Regions from separate parts of the Sus scrofa genome. Here region 2 is linked to region 1. The links are chromatin contacts, called in public Hi-C maps. All regions are on one chromosome and are shown on one strand. The core of a region is the stretch at or near the end of the contact, and the rest is flanking DNA. Distances in the headings are between cores, read along the strand shown. Region 1 overlaps NPAS2 (neuronal PAS domain-containing protein 2). Region 2 overlaps NPAS2 (neuronal PAS domain-containing protein 2).

What was found. Hi-C and Micro-C count contacts between places; a contact is called where the count stands out from the background.
Region 2: a Hi-C map of embryonic fibroblasts shows a contact between it and region 1, with 4 times the contacts expected there. A contact is called at or near these places in 5 of 47 Hi-C or Micro-C datasets (alveolar macrophages, embryonic fibroblasts and heart right ventricle).

What each region holds. Positions count from the first base shown.
Region 1 is chr3:53,317,750-53,324,706 of Sscrofa11.1, reverse strand. NPAS2 (neuronal PAS domain-containing protein 2) reads left to right here. Exons shown (of 21, transcript XM_021087167.1): 13 at 1,193-1,334; 14 at 1,822-1,922; 15 at 4,164-4,253. Among named protein-coding and RNA genes, the nearest start is that of RPL31, 26 kb to the right of the region's middle.
Region 2 is chr3:53,404,779-53,411,735 of Sscrofa11.1, reverse strand. It overlaps NPAS2 (neuronal PAS domain-containing protein 2), which reads left to right. Exons shown (of 21, transcript XM_021087167.1): 2 at 4,985-5,038. The coding sequence starts at 5,007. Among named protein-coding and RNA genes, the nearest start is that of NPAS2, 82 kb to the left of the region's middle.

The DNA.
Region 1 (6,957 bases), core at 2,202-4,701:
TGTAAATTGCAAACCCCACTGCTTGGATGTGAAGTGAAGGCAAACGCTGTAGCAGTTTGTGAGTGCTTATTGTTCTCACTTCCTGTCCTCGCTCCTCTGCTGACCAGGAGCACGCAATTTGCCAGCAGCCATGGGCCAGGGACCCCATTCTGAGGGGTGTAACCTGGGGGCGGCTCTGTGATGAAGCAGCAAGGTCTCAAAATTGCCACTGAGCAGCAAGGCCAGGCACAGCCTGTGGTTCTGTTTTGCACAAAGGCTGATAGTTCTTGAAACATTTCAGCCCTCAGGCACACACAGTGGCGCCCCCTCACTGGTAGATTCACACACAGGGATTTAAGACCTGAGCCTAGGGGACTGGACCAGCCTGTCCAAGCAGCCGGAGAATCTTGCTGCCCTCTGTGACCAGGTAGGAGCCTGGCTCCGGAGAGTATTCACCATGTTTCTTCTTTGGCTTAAAAACCATTGTAATCATTTCCTTGGGTTTCTGACACCTAAGCCTTGCAGGAAGGAAAGATGGTTCCTTGGGGTTGGAAACCCGCAGCTGCTTTCTTATCACTCTAAGCTTGAGGCAGAGGCATCCTGGGGACCAGCATCAGTCAGGATCCAGAGGACTAGGATAGGAGAACATTGGCCCTTTGCCTGGTCTCCACTCTGGGATAGCAGACTGTTGGCCATTTCTTTACCTGTTCTCTGCTCTGGGCCCTGAGGTTGCAGAGGAAGAGAAGTGGGGAGCCATTGACCAGAAGTGTCCAAAGGCATTTGTTTCACTGGAGCAGTAATAATGCAGTGCCACCTGCAACCTTGTTTCTAGAACCTGTCTCTCCCCCTACTTCTGGAAAAGTGAGGATTCTGGGCACAAAGTGACAATTTTAAGGAAAAAAGAAAATGCCAAGACAATTATGAAAATAAAAAATTTCAAAATACAAGTCAAGAAAGTGTAATCAAGACAGTTTACAGGCTGCCAGCTCCTCAAAGATGCTAGGTTCCGTATTTGTATCAATAGTTCACCCGAATGTGTTTGGAATATCTCTAAACAGCTACAGTATTTCTCTCAACACCTTCCAAAGTTTTCTGCACATTTAGGAGATAACTAAAGTAACATGATTCATGGCCATGATCTTGATGCTGAAATATGGACTCTGTGCATGTGTGTGTATGTGCTTGTATGCACGTGTGCACATGTGTGTTTCAGGACAAGGGCTCCAGCCTGGAACCTCAGCAGCACTTTAATGCACTCGATGTGGGCACCGCGGGCCTTAACACCAGCCACTCACCATCGGCATCCTCAAGAAGTTCCCACAAATCCTCGCGCACAGCCATGTCGGAGCCCCCCTGTGAGTGTGATTCTGCCAGAACGATGGGGGGTGGTGTATAGAGTCCCACGAGGGCTCCACCCACAAGAGAAGCAGGGTGGTCCTGCCACAAAGCAGAGGTTGCCATCAGGTACCAACTCCTTGCCTCCCTGCCTCCCACCCCCGCTGGCTTCCTGACTCCCACCTCCCCACACTCTGGTTCCTCCATGGCTACATGAAGGTGACACAGACAGGTGATAGGCAGACCTGGTGGTGGTGTGATCAAGCAGGTGGCTGAACCCTATGGTGATGCTCTGGGGATGCTCTGCTGTCATCTGCCTGCTCCCAAGTGAGGTTGGAGGCTGGCAGGACATTTGTGCTTCTCAGAACCACCTCCATCCCTGCTGGGTTCCCTTCATCAGATTCCAGTCAGGCCCTTGTTTCGTGCACAGTGTGGTCATTGTCCTCTTTTGATAGGAAAGCTGCTGAGTGTATGCAAGCTGGAAAGGTAACTGTTGCCTTTTTGCAGCCACCCCGAGCAAGCTGAGGTCGGACACCAGCACCACGGCTTTGCCACGATCAGCCCCAGAGCTCCCCGGACCAGGGCTCAACCAGGCAGCCCCCATGCCGGTACGTGTATGACCTTGAACTTTTCAAGGCCGCAGGACTGTGCTGCATCTTCCCAGAAAAGCAACTGTTACCTAGAGAGTATGGACAGCAGACAGGGATGGGAGGCTAAGTAGTTTAAGAGGTAACTAATTTGAAATATTTTTATTCCAAATTCACATGGTTGTATAGTGCAAAATCCAAAGGCGTTTTAAAGAGAAAGCTCAAAACCTCAAACCTGGGGACACATGATTAAGAGCCTCTGGTTTGGGATCCCATTTCCCTCCAGTGAAAATGTTTGAGAGGATTGGTGTCAACAACAGTGTCCCTGTGCACAGATCAGATTGTGTCCCTGACATATGCCAGCCTCTCCAGAACAGCCAGGAGCGAGCAGGCTCCTAGAAAGTCCCCAGGCTGCGTGCAAAATCACGGATGAAAGATAACTTCTGTTAGCCATCACCATGGAATAAACCACACCAAACTCAGTGGCAAAAAAAAGCAAGGGCCATCTTCCAGGTTCTCAGCTTTAGGGGCAAGAATTCAGCAAGGGCCAGGTGCCGGTGACTCATCCCTGCTGCCTGGTGTCAGAGGCCTCCCCAGCCAGGGCTGGGCATCCACGCCTCCAGTGTCCTCATCCCTAGCTGCAGGCTGGACCCAGCTAACAGCGTCCTCCGCGGGCTGGCATGGGCCTCTCCGGGACTTAGCCTTCTCCACCCTCTGGGTGCCAAGAGGAGACACTTGGAGAGGGCGTTTTCCATGAAAGTCAGGCAGCAGCTGCATGGCTTCCTATGACCTGGCCTTAGAAGTCCCGCAAGGTCACCTCCGTTATACCTCTGGGTCCTGGCAGCCACAAGCTCACCCACAGAGAGGGACACAGACCTCGCTGTCCATGGCAGAAGTGTCCCCAAATTTTAGGGGCCACATCCAGGTAGTGACTAACCACCTCAGATTGATCCCTTGAGGCCATTCTGGAGACGGACGGAAAGTGTCCCCTTCCTTCTTGCCATCACCACAAAAGTCATACACTCCCCGCCGAACAGCTTGGGTGACATGTTCTACTTTCAAACAGAACATGACAAAAACCACTTTCTTTGTCTCCAGCCACCTTCCACCAGGCCTATGAGCTATGACGGTCACTCCTCTGATATTGGCTGTACACCGATTTTTGCTGCTCTGGGTGGCACGATTCTTCCGTCCCTGCTGCGCTGGTTCCTGATGTCATCCTGGGGGTGGCTCTCCACTGGGGCCACTTTGATAGTCCCGAGGGCCTAGGACAGTTGGGGAAAAACTTAAGAAGACTCTTTTGACTCTCAAGAATTTTAAAAGTTTTAAAACTTTTTTAAAAAGGTTTTTTTAGAAGAGGAAAGTTTTAAAAGAGGCTGAGGTTTCTTGTGTCTCCACTTTGTCTCCCCCTCTCCCAGGCCCTGGCCCACCCAAGGGACCAGGGAACGAGGTCTATGACTCAGTTGACCTTCCAAGACCCCCTTTATCAGATTCCAGGCAGAGTCTGGCCAAATTGCTGCAACATTCCCTGCCTGTGTGAGTCAGCAGATAGACACACGTACTGCGGTCTGTCCATCTGCTATAGTGGTCAGTGAAAGGCCACGCAAACCAACACTGGTTATTAGTCCCCATTTTTTCTGTTAGACAACACTGCTAAGAATTTATCGATTTGGGGAGTTCCCGTTGTGGCTCAGCAGGTTAAGAACCCAACTAGTATCCATGAGAATGTGGGTTCAACCCTTGGCCTCGCTCACTGGGTTAAGGATCCAGTGTTGCCGTGAGCTGTGGTGAAAGTCACAGACTCAACTCAGATCCCTCATGGCTGTGGCTGTGGGGTAGGCCGGCAGCTACAGCTCTGATTCAACCCCTGGTCTGGGAACCTCCATATGTCACAGGTACAACCCTAAAAAGGAGAAAAAAAAAAGGAATTTATCAGTTTGGGAGAAGAGTGACCAAATCCACTAAGAATGGAGCCTAAACAGGAGGCAGGAGATGGGGGAGAAGGTATGGAGCTGCGGGAGGCCCCGCATCCTTCACCAGGAGTAGCAGCCTTGACTCTGTGTCCCACAAGGGCAGCAGCGCAGCCTGTGGCCCCACCTTTTCTGGGAAGGATGTACCTTCCAGGAGTGAGCAATCTGCTCTAGGGCAGAGGGGCCTCCTGGAAGCCAGAGGACGCAGCCGGCTGAGAGACAGCGCCCCGTCCGTTCTGTTATGGCCCCAAAGCGGCTGTGTTTGTCAGCAAAGCCCCTCTCTCTTCCCCAGGCTCCCCTGCCTGCCCCATCCTCCTGTGACCTCACACAGCAGCTCCTGCCCCAGACGGTTTTGCAGAGCTCACCTGCCCCCATGGCACAGGTGAGTCTGGAACTCGGGGCGAGGGAAACCCGGGGCAACACTTCCCCAAGACAGGATGGTAGCGTCTCTTGAGGGTGTGGGTGTGCTGGCGCCTACATGCAGGGTCCAGACCAAGGCCCCCAAGTGGGGACTCTTCCTCCCCGTGTGCAGGTGGGGAGCACCGAGCCCCTGCCCCTCCCGCCCTTCTCACCTCCACCCTCCCTCCCGCTTCTCCACTCCAGCATCTGTCTCTCAATCCCTTTAACAGTCTGTCTTCATCTCTCTGTCACTTTTCCATGTTCCTCTCTTTTTTTACGACCCCTAATTGGCCATGACATTTTAGAACAGGCCAAGTGTTAGAGGAATCCGGCCAATTGTTATAAGAAGACTCTGCAAGGATCTAAAAGCCATGTGTCCAGTACTATAAATATCACATTTGGGCTTTTTTAAAATGAAGGCTCAGGGCTTTGCTGAGTAATTCCTTCCTTGTTTCAACAGCATTCAGCGAGTTACTATTTGGGTCAGTCAGTGAGTGCCTGTGAGGGATGCAGAGATCCTCCTAGCACAGTCCTCGCTCTTAGTCTCAGAGTTCAAGGGCACAGTGGGCATGTAAACAGAGAAACCGCCATGGTAGGCATGCGGGAGTTTTTCAGTGGCATGTGGAAGTTCCCAGGCCAGGGATCAACCCCACGCCACAGCAGTGACAATGTCAAGTCCTTAACCTCTAAGCTACCAGAGAACTCCCAGGACAAGTGTTTTTATAGACCTAGTAAAGCATTCTGCCCGGGGAAGTCCAGGGTGGCTTCCTGGAGGAGGTGACACCTGAGCTGGGCCTGGAAGGATGGGTAGGAAGTTACCAGATGGAGAGGTCAGGGGGTCAGCAGGGAAGAGGGACCTGGGTATGTGTTTCAGCAGGGCGTTAGGAAAATTTCTGACAAGCTGAGGGCTGGCCAGAGGCTGCATGAAACAATGGCCATCCAGTCTGTGTCACAACAGGGCAGCTGAGCTGAGCTGACTGGCCAGAGCTCTGATTTCAATCTTTTTATGGAATATCGAGTTTTACCTCCTCTCTGGACACAGGAGTTCCCAGGGGGCAGTTCACTAACACGTGCCCTTGGCCACATTCTTGCCAAAGTGTGGACGTCTGTCTTGGGGCAGATCTGTCACCACTGATGAAAACTCTTTCTGAACATACGTCCCATTAACAGCAACCTCACGAGTTTTTCCGGAATAAGAAAGACGCGTGCTAGCACGTGCTTCTTGCCAGAGTTAGGCGTAAGTAAGGACGTAAAAGCTACCCATCCAGAGTTGACTAATTACAATGAGCTATATTCATCCTCATTAGGAAAAAAAAAAGAACTTTTTTTTTCTCTTCAAATTTCCAAGGCACAGTTGGTATGAAATGAACAAGTTTAATCTAAAGACACATGAAATGAGAATTCCTTCAAGTTTTGGATCCAGAATTGGAAAGAATAACTCTGTTTTATAATAAGTTGAGGTGCAATTAAAGCCCTTTTGGAATTCTAAGTTTTCCTGTATTGAACCTCATTTTAATGAACAGGAACACTTCTTAGCCTATTAGGCATATTATACTTAATAGTAGCCATATTTTTAAGATGTTCTTGCATAATACTAGCCTTTCGAGTCAGCCAGTTCTCACGCCCATTAATGCAAACAAGGAGATTCTAAAATGTTCTCTTTCTCCCCTCACTGATGTTTTCACTAGAGCATCCTATCAAGGAAAGGGAAAAACAAAAACAAAATCCACAATTTAGGAGGTGGTTATCTGTGTAAGTGGTGGTCTTGCTTCATAGCATGTGGCTAACATGTTTCTAAGTTAGGCTAAATCTCTTTATCAAGGAGTTCCCATTGTGGCACAGTGGTAATGAATCTGACTAGTAACCATGAGGTTGTAGGTTTGGTCCCTGGTCTCGCTCAGTGGGTTAAGGATCTGGCATTGCTGTGAGCTATGATGTAGGTCACAGATGCAGCTAGGATCCCACATTGCTGTGGCTGTGGTATAGGCCAGTGGCTGTAGCTCCAATTCAACTCCTAACCTGGGAATCTCCATATGCCTTGTGTGCAGCCCTAAAACAGAAGAAAATAAATAAATTCTCTTTATCAAAAAGTCCACTGGATTTCCTGCTGTGACACAACAGGATCAGCAGCATTTCAGGAGCAGTGGTAGGCAGGTTTGATCCCAACACAGCGGGTTAAGGATCTGCCGTTGCTTTAGCTGCGGCTTGGGTCATAACCACATCTCAGATCTGATTCCTGGCCCGGGAACTCCATATGCCATGGGGCACACAAAAGAAAAAAGGAAAAAAGGTCACTAACTTCTGGTTGCCAAGGGGGAGGGGATTGGGGTTAGCAGATGTAAGCTATTAGACACGAGGGCATAAACAAGGTCCTACTGTATAGCACAGAGAAGTATATTCAATGTCCTATATTAAATCATAATGGAAAAGAATATTAAGGAGTGTGTATATATATATATATATATATATATATATATATATATATATAAATCTGAATCACTTTGCTGTACAGTGGAAATTAACACAATATTGTAAGTCAACACTACAATTAAAAAAAAAAAGTAATTTTTTTGTTGTTGTTTGGCCGCCCCATGGCATGGCCAGGGATCAGATCGGAGCCACAGGTGTAACCTATGTTGCAGCTGTGGCAACGCCAGATCCTTAGCCCACTGTGTCAGACCAGGGAT
Region 2 (6,957 bases), core at 2,421-4,920, 87 kb before region 1:
TGGCCACTCTCTTACACTACATGTAAAATTTAATTTTCATCGGAGTGAACATCTAAACATGAAAAAGCTAAAATGATAAAGCTTCAGGAAGAAAACATAGGATAATTTTTCACAACACTAAGGTGGACACAGACTTCTTAGGACACAAAATGTCACTAGCCATGAAATAAAAAATATATAAATGACACTTTATCAAAATCACAAACAGTTTATCAAAAGATACCATCAGGAAAGTGAAAAGACCAGCCACAGGCTGGAAGAAAATGTTCACCGTACGTATATCCGGCAAAGTACTTATAACCAGAAGAGAGAAACTTCTGCAGGTCAGTGTGATGAAGACAGCCCCATTAAAAAAAAAAAAAAGAAAAGAAAAAGACTTGTAGGCAAAACACTTTAACAGATACTTAACATTGTGGCTCAGCAGTAACAAGCCCGGCTAGGATCCATGAGGTTGAGGGTTCCATCCGTGGCCTTGCTCAGTGGGTTAAGGATCCGGCATTGCCATGAGCTGTGATGTAGGTCACAGATGCGGCTTGGATCCCCTGCTGCTCTGGCTCTGGCGTAGGCCTGCAGCTGCAGCTCCGATTGGACCCCTAGCCTGGGAACTTCCATATGCTGCGGGTGTGACCCTAAAGAGACCAAAAAGGAAAAAAAAGAAGAAGCTGTCTAGATGGCCAATAATTCCATGAAAAGATGCTCAACATCATTACCTATCAGGGAAATGCAAAGTCAAATCCTAATGAGATCTCACAACACACCCCCTAGAATGACTAAGAAGATGACATAGCAGAAGTATTGGGTGAAAATGTGGAGCCCCTGGAACTTTCGTGTGCTACTGGTACAGATGGAAAATTGTACCGTCACTTGGGGAAAGCGCTGGATGGTTACTGTTACAGTAAACCTATGACTGTTCCGTGATCCAGGAGAGACACTCTTAGATGTGTATACTCAAGACAGTGAGTGCTTATTTCCACCAGAACACTTGGATACGACTTACCCCAGGTGATGTTAGTTTGAACCTTAGGTGAAGGTGGTGTCTTCCAACCTTCTCCACTTATAAAGTTACTCTTTTTCTTTTGTAATTAATAACTGCCTTGAGGGAGATACTCTGAACTATGCAAATAACCCGATTCTCCTCAAACGTTTGCCCCTGAATTTCAACAGCCCTCAGTAGGTCTTGTCGTGAGGATCTACTCACGGTACTCTTTGAGTCCCCTTATTCTGTCTATGTTTGTTAATTACAATTCTTGTTCTGTAAGGGGAACCTGACCCCTCTTCCATTTACTTATTCGTTTCATTGTTGATTTGGCCCAGTGTGGACACATATTTAGTGGGCTCCGTGGGTTATGATCTCTCAGGATTGATGGTGTTGCTTTAGTAGTTCCAGGCTCTCTTTTCCTCAGCCTCTCATCATTAGCACTGGTGATAATTTCTTGAGCATGTAGTTATGAGATGCAAATGCCTACACTTGACACATGGGGTGATGTAACAAGGCGTAAAAAGACTCTAAATAGTTTGTGTTCCAGAAAAAGCCAAGAAACCCAGAGCTGAGATAGCCCCTAAGAAACAAAAGGCACTGGCTGTTCTGAGTACCCTCCTTGTACCCCTTCACCCTTCTCTGTCCCAGAGGCTCCCCTGTTGATGACACAAGTAGGTCACCCCTCACAAGCGGGGTGGGGGTGGGGGTCAGGGTGGGCAGAGAGGGAGGCAAGGTATTTATTCCCTCCATCCCTTCCTTACAAGACTTCTGCAGGCTGGCTGCATCCCTCCACCTCCCCCATGTGACACTCCTCCCAGGTCCTTTTTTCTCTTGTCCCTTGACCCCTAGAGCTGTTAACAGTTCTGCGGACCCCAGCCCTACACCATCTCTCTTGGTCTCCCCACCTGTCCCTTTATACACACAGCCCCCTTGCCATTAAGTCCTGTTTCCTGTTGGGACCCTGACTAATACACTCGGTACCTGCCCAGCCCACCTGCCTCGTATGGCTAATTTGGAGCAAAGGTTCCAGTTTTCCTCCTCTGTTCACTCTGAAGGTTCATCACGTCAACAGTCATTTTCTCAGCTCCAAACAGAATCCCCTCTGCCTTCATTTCAGCTCACTTTCCATTCCCTGGTTCTCTGTGGTCATAAATAAAACTGCAGTTCAAAGTCCTTTTTCATTGGAAACTCTCTGTATGATTCAGACAAGTATCTGTCACCCCTTAAACTTCTCTATTGTTCCTCTGGCCTGACTACCTACTGCCTTTCCTCCTCTTTTCCTCTTCCTTGTGTGCCTTGGGCTCCTTCCAGCTCCTCCATATCCTGAAGTGACTCAAAAATACAAGGAAGGAGGTACCCCCATGTTCATAGCAGTGCTCCTCGCAGGAGTCAAACGGGGGAAGCGACCCAGAGTCTAGATGCCTATGGATGATGGATAAACAAAAGGTGGTCCATAGGTACCCTGGAGCATGACTCAGCCTTACAAAGGGCGGGAGTTCGGATACAGGCTAAGTCATCATGACCTTGGAGGACATTACGCTAAGTGTGATAAGCCCTGGATGATTGCGGGCTCTAGAGTCATCAGAATCTAGAGACAGAAAGTAGAAGGGTGCTTGTCAGGGACTCAGGCAGGGGGAATGGGGAATCAGTGGTTAATGAGAACAGAACTTCAGTCTTGCAAGATGCAAAGAATTGTGGAGATGGGTGGGAATGGTGGTTGCACAGTAATATGAATGTATTCAATGCCACTGAACTATAGACTTTTTTTTTTTTTTTTAACAGGTAGAAAAATACTCTTTATTTATTTATTTTTTGTCTTTTGTCATTGTTGTTGCTATTTCTTGGGCCGCTCCCGCGGCATATGGAGATTCCCAGGCTAGGGGTTGAATCGGAGCTGTAGCCACCGGCCTACGCCAGAGCCACAGCAACGTGGGATCCGAGCCGCGTCTGCAACCTACACCACAGCTCAGGGCAACGCTGGATCGTTAACCCACTGAGCAAGGGCAGGGACCGAACCCGCCACCTCATGTGAACTATAGACTTAACAGTGGTAAATTGTACCTTTGGTGTACTTCATTGTTTTTTTTTTTAATAAAAAAAATAAGCAAACATGAGACAGACCTGGGAGACAACAACAGCAGATGTGACAAACCGCAGATTAGGACATGGATGCAGAGCTTCCAGGGCGAGTGCTCCTGGAGATCGAAGCTCAGGGGCCTTTTTCTCCCAACAAGTGGAGCAGAGCATCTTAGCCTGGGGTCAAGTGGCAGTAAATGGGAGGGATGGGAGAGAAGAGGACGTGGGTGTGGACCATCAGGGCTTCAAGAATTCAGGAAGGGTTTAAGGACAAAGAGAGCGAAATCGGAAATGATGTGGTTGATAAGGAATAGCTATTAGTCATCTGTAACTGTTTGGGGTATGACGCAGCAGCTCCAAGCATCCTAACGGGGTCCCAGATCCTCCACAAAGCAGGCCAAAGCCCAAATCCTCCCGTAAAGTGCTCTGCCAGGGGCACCTGGTGAAAGGCGTGGCTTTCCCCCTTTTCCGTGGCTGGATCCTGGCTCGTGCCCTCCTCCACCCACAGGCAGCCACCACTTTGCCTCTTTGCTTGGAGCGCAGACCTGGGGTAGCCCATCGTTCCACGCATGCACCCCGTTGTTCACATCTTTGAGCTTTCACCAGATTCCATCTGGAAAACATTAGGCAGATGCCTGTCTGCAGATGTGCTAACCCCGTTTTAACTATGACCCAAGCCTCGACTGCTCAGTGGCGACTCTTGCAAAACTCTTGCTCAGTTATGCCTGCTATTTAACAAATGGGGGTTAAACATAAACAGGGGCTGTGGCTGCAAAATTCCTCCTCCTCTCTGGCTCAGACTCATGCCTGGGCAGACCAAAACCACCAAACTGAGTTATCTTGGAGAAAAGATTCCTTTACCGGTAAAAAAAAAAAAAAAAAAAAAAAAAAAAAACCGTTACCTGGAATGTGGACTTTGGGAGTAAACTTAGGCGTGTTTGGTGATTTTGGGATTCTGATGTCAGACCCCCGTTTTGGGAACAGAAGTGTGTGGTCCATGGTGACTCAGTTTCTCCAGGGTCCCCAAGCTTATCTTCTTCATCACACTGTGCCTCTGGGATCAACTTGGGGCTCTGGGACACCCTGAAAGTCTTTCTGCATGGAGGCCTGAGGAGGCAGATGTGTGAAGAAAAACAAATCAGGGATATGGCTCTAAGGGGTGAGGGAGCCCCCCCGCCCCCAAGCCTGCGTGAGCTAAAGGACACCAGGTCAGTGGACCTGAAAAGAAGCTTTGAGCCAGTGTCCCAGGAGGGTAGAGGCCCAGACCACAAGGTAGTTCTCTGAGGAGCTGGGGCTGCAAAGACGTCTGATTGTTACTCCGTTTTTCACATCTGTGTGTCTTGACTGTCTAGGGGGTACACGTGCCTTAAAGAAAGCACAGCCATCCTGCTTCTCTGGGGTCCCGATCCCTCCAGGCTGCATCAGAGGAGTTTGTGCATTTGAATGAGCAGATGCACAGACACATGCTCTCCCTCTAGAATGTCCTGGGCAGCTTGCAGGTTCAAGGTTTGAAACAAACAGATGCTTTGTTGAGCGGGATCTGGAAAGCCATTCTCAAAGTGTGACCTAGGGACCCCCGGGGGGTTCTGCGAGGTCATAAGAGTTTTCCGAATATTAACCCACCATGGGCCTATTTCCTCCCATGTGTATATGGTGAACTTTCTCAGAAGCTCTTTGAGATCTTTCCACTCCATCTCTCTGATGCCTAGTGGAATATTGTATATTTAAGAGTTCTCTGTTTTTACCCACCTGCAGAAGAGCTCTTCAGCGTCATCTGTACTTTTTGAGGGTGAGAGGGTTGCTGGAACCAGGAGGTTTGAGGACTGTGGATTAAGGCATGTGATTTAGATCAGACCAAACCGAGGACGGCCAGGAAGACCTATAAGAATGGTTGAGAATCAGACTGTAATCGAATGTTCTTTTTTGCAGGAAAAACTGCAGAGGAAATCTCATGGATGAAGATGAGAAAGACAGAGCAAAGAGGTAAGGAATTGTGTCCTCCCCGTCCCACAGGGGCATGTGGTCCCACCATCTGAACCATGCTTGTCCTCACCGCACAGGTGAGAGCCCAGCCAGCCAGGCAGCTGGGGACCAGACCCTTCCTGAGATGCAGCTGCATCCTGCTAAACCTGCTCAGACCAGCAGCTTCGGTTTTGTTCCTTACCCTGGAATAACTTGTTGTCTAGGACTTCCCAAGTGGTTTCTATTTTTCCCATGTCCATGTGCTCACCCTGTTGAGCCAGGTCTCCTTTCAGAGGCCTCTGGTTACTGCATTTCCAGGACAGACACTGCTTGGCAAGGCAGCCTGATTGGAGCCAGGCCACCCTGGGTTCCAATCCTGGCTCTGCCTCTGGGGAGCTGTCTGGCTCTGGACAATAATTGGAATAATCATTAGCACTCACTGAGCGTGTAATAATCATCCTCGTCAGCGAAGCACTTCTGTATACATTACGTCAGCCGCCTCGGCAGGAGATGCAAGTCTCACAGCCGCTTTACACTGCTGTCGGGTTGACCAGAAGTCCTAGCTTGGTCAGAAATACTAGCTCTGGGAGTTGCCGTCATGGTGCGATGGAAACGAACCTAACTAGTATCCATGAGGATTTGGGTTCGATCCCTGGCCTCTCTCAGTGGGTTAAGGATCTGGCATTGTCATGAGCTGTGGTGTAGGTGGCAGATGAGGCTCGGATCCGGTGTGGCTGTAGCTGTGGTGTAGGCTGGTGGTTACAGCTCCAATTCAACCCCTCGTGTGAGAACCTCCATACACCACAGGTGTGGCCCTAAAAAGACCAAAAAAAAAAAAGAAAGAAAGAAATACTAGCTTTGGCATGTCAGAGAGCTGTTATAACCTTGTCTAGTCTTATTCCTTCACTGGACATTCTTGACTATCAGCTGTATATGAGGTGGAGTCATAAAGTGGGTTTTTTTCATGAAAGGAGGTAGTTGATCTATAACGTGTTAATTTCTGCTATACAGCAAAGTGATTCAGTTACATACATTCTTTTGTATATTCCTTTCCATTAGGGTTGATCACAGGATATTGAATGTAGTTCCCTGTGCTGTACAGTAGGTCCGTTCAATATTTAATCGTTTGTATCTGCTAATCCCAGACCCCCATCCACCCCTCCCCTATCCCCCACCCTTGGTGACCACAGCTCTGTTCTCTCTGTCTGTGAGTCTGTTTCTGTTTCATAGTTATGTTCATTTGGGCCACATTTTAGATTCCACCTGTATAAGTGATACCATGTGGTATTTGTCTTTCCTTTTCTGACTTCACTTCGTATGATAATCTCTAGGTCTGTCCATGTTGCTGCAAATGGCGTTATTTCATTTAAGGTGGATATTTTGAGGTTAAAGATCAGTTGGATGTAATCAATTTCACATGATCAGCCTGCGTTGGTAGTGACCGTGCTAGGCTCTGGGGAAATAAAGATGCATAAGAGGCTTCCTGTCCATGAGGAGGGCCGGGGGGAATGGAGGCGATTGGAGGGTGACCACAGATCATTAGGCTGCTTAGTGACCCGCCCAGCGATGAGGCCCCCTATGGCTGCGTGGAGCATCCTCTCTCAGGAAAGCCTTCATTCAGTCCTGGAGGACTGGACTCCCTCCCCCAGGCTCTCCTCTGCTCCTGCGCCTGCCTGTGCGGTCCCTCGACCCTCTGAAACCTCCTACATGCCTGCTGAGCTGAAGGGTCTGCACACGTCCCTCCATAGAACTCCCCGGTTGTCACTTACAGATTCCTCCACGGCAAGTGGCAGAGTCTTCAGCGGTCACCCAGCTCAGCAGCCCCTGGGGTGTCTATCCTTCCCCATTACCTGGTGGAGGGGATGGGGTAGCCATGGGAATAACAAGTCCCCAGCCACTCCAGTCCTCCTGGCCCTGAATCTGCACAGCCCCCGGGGGAG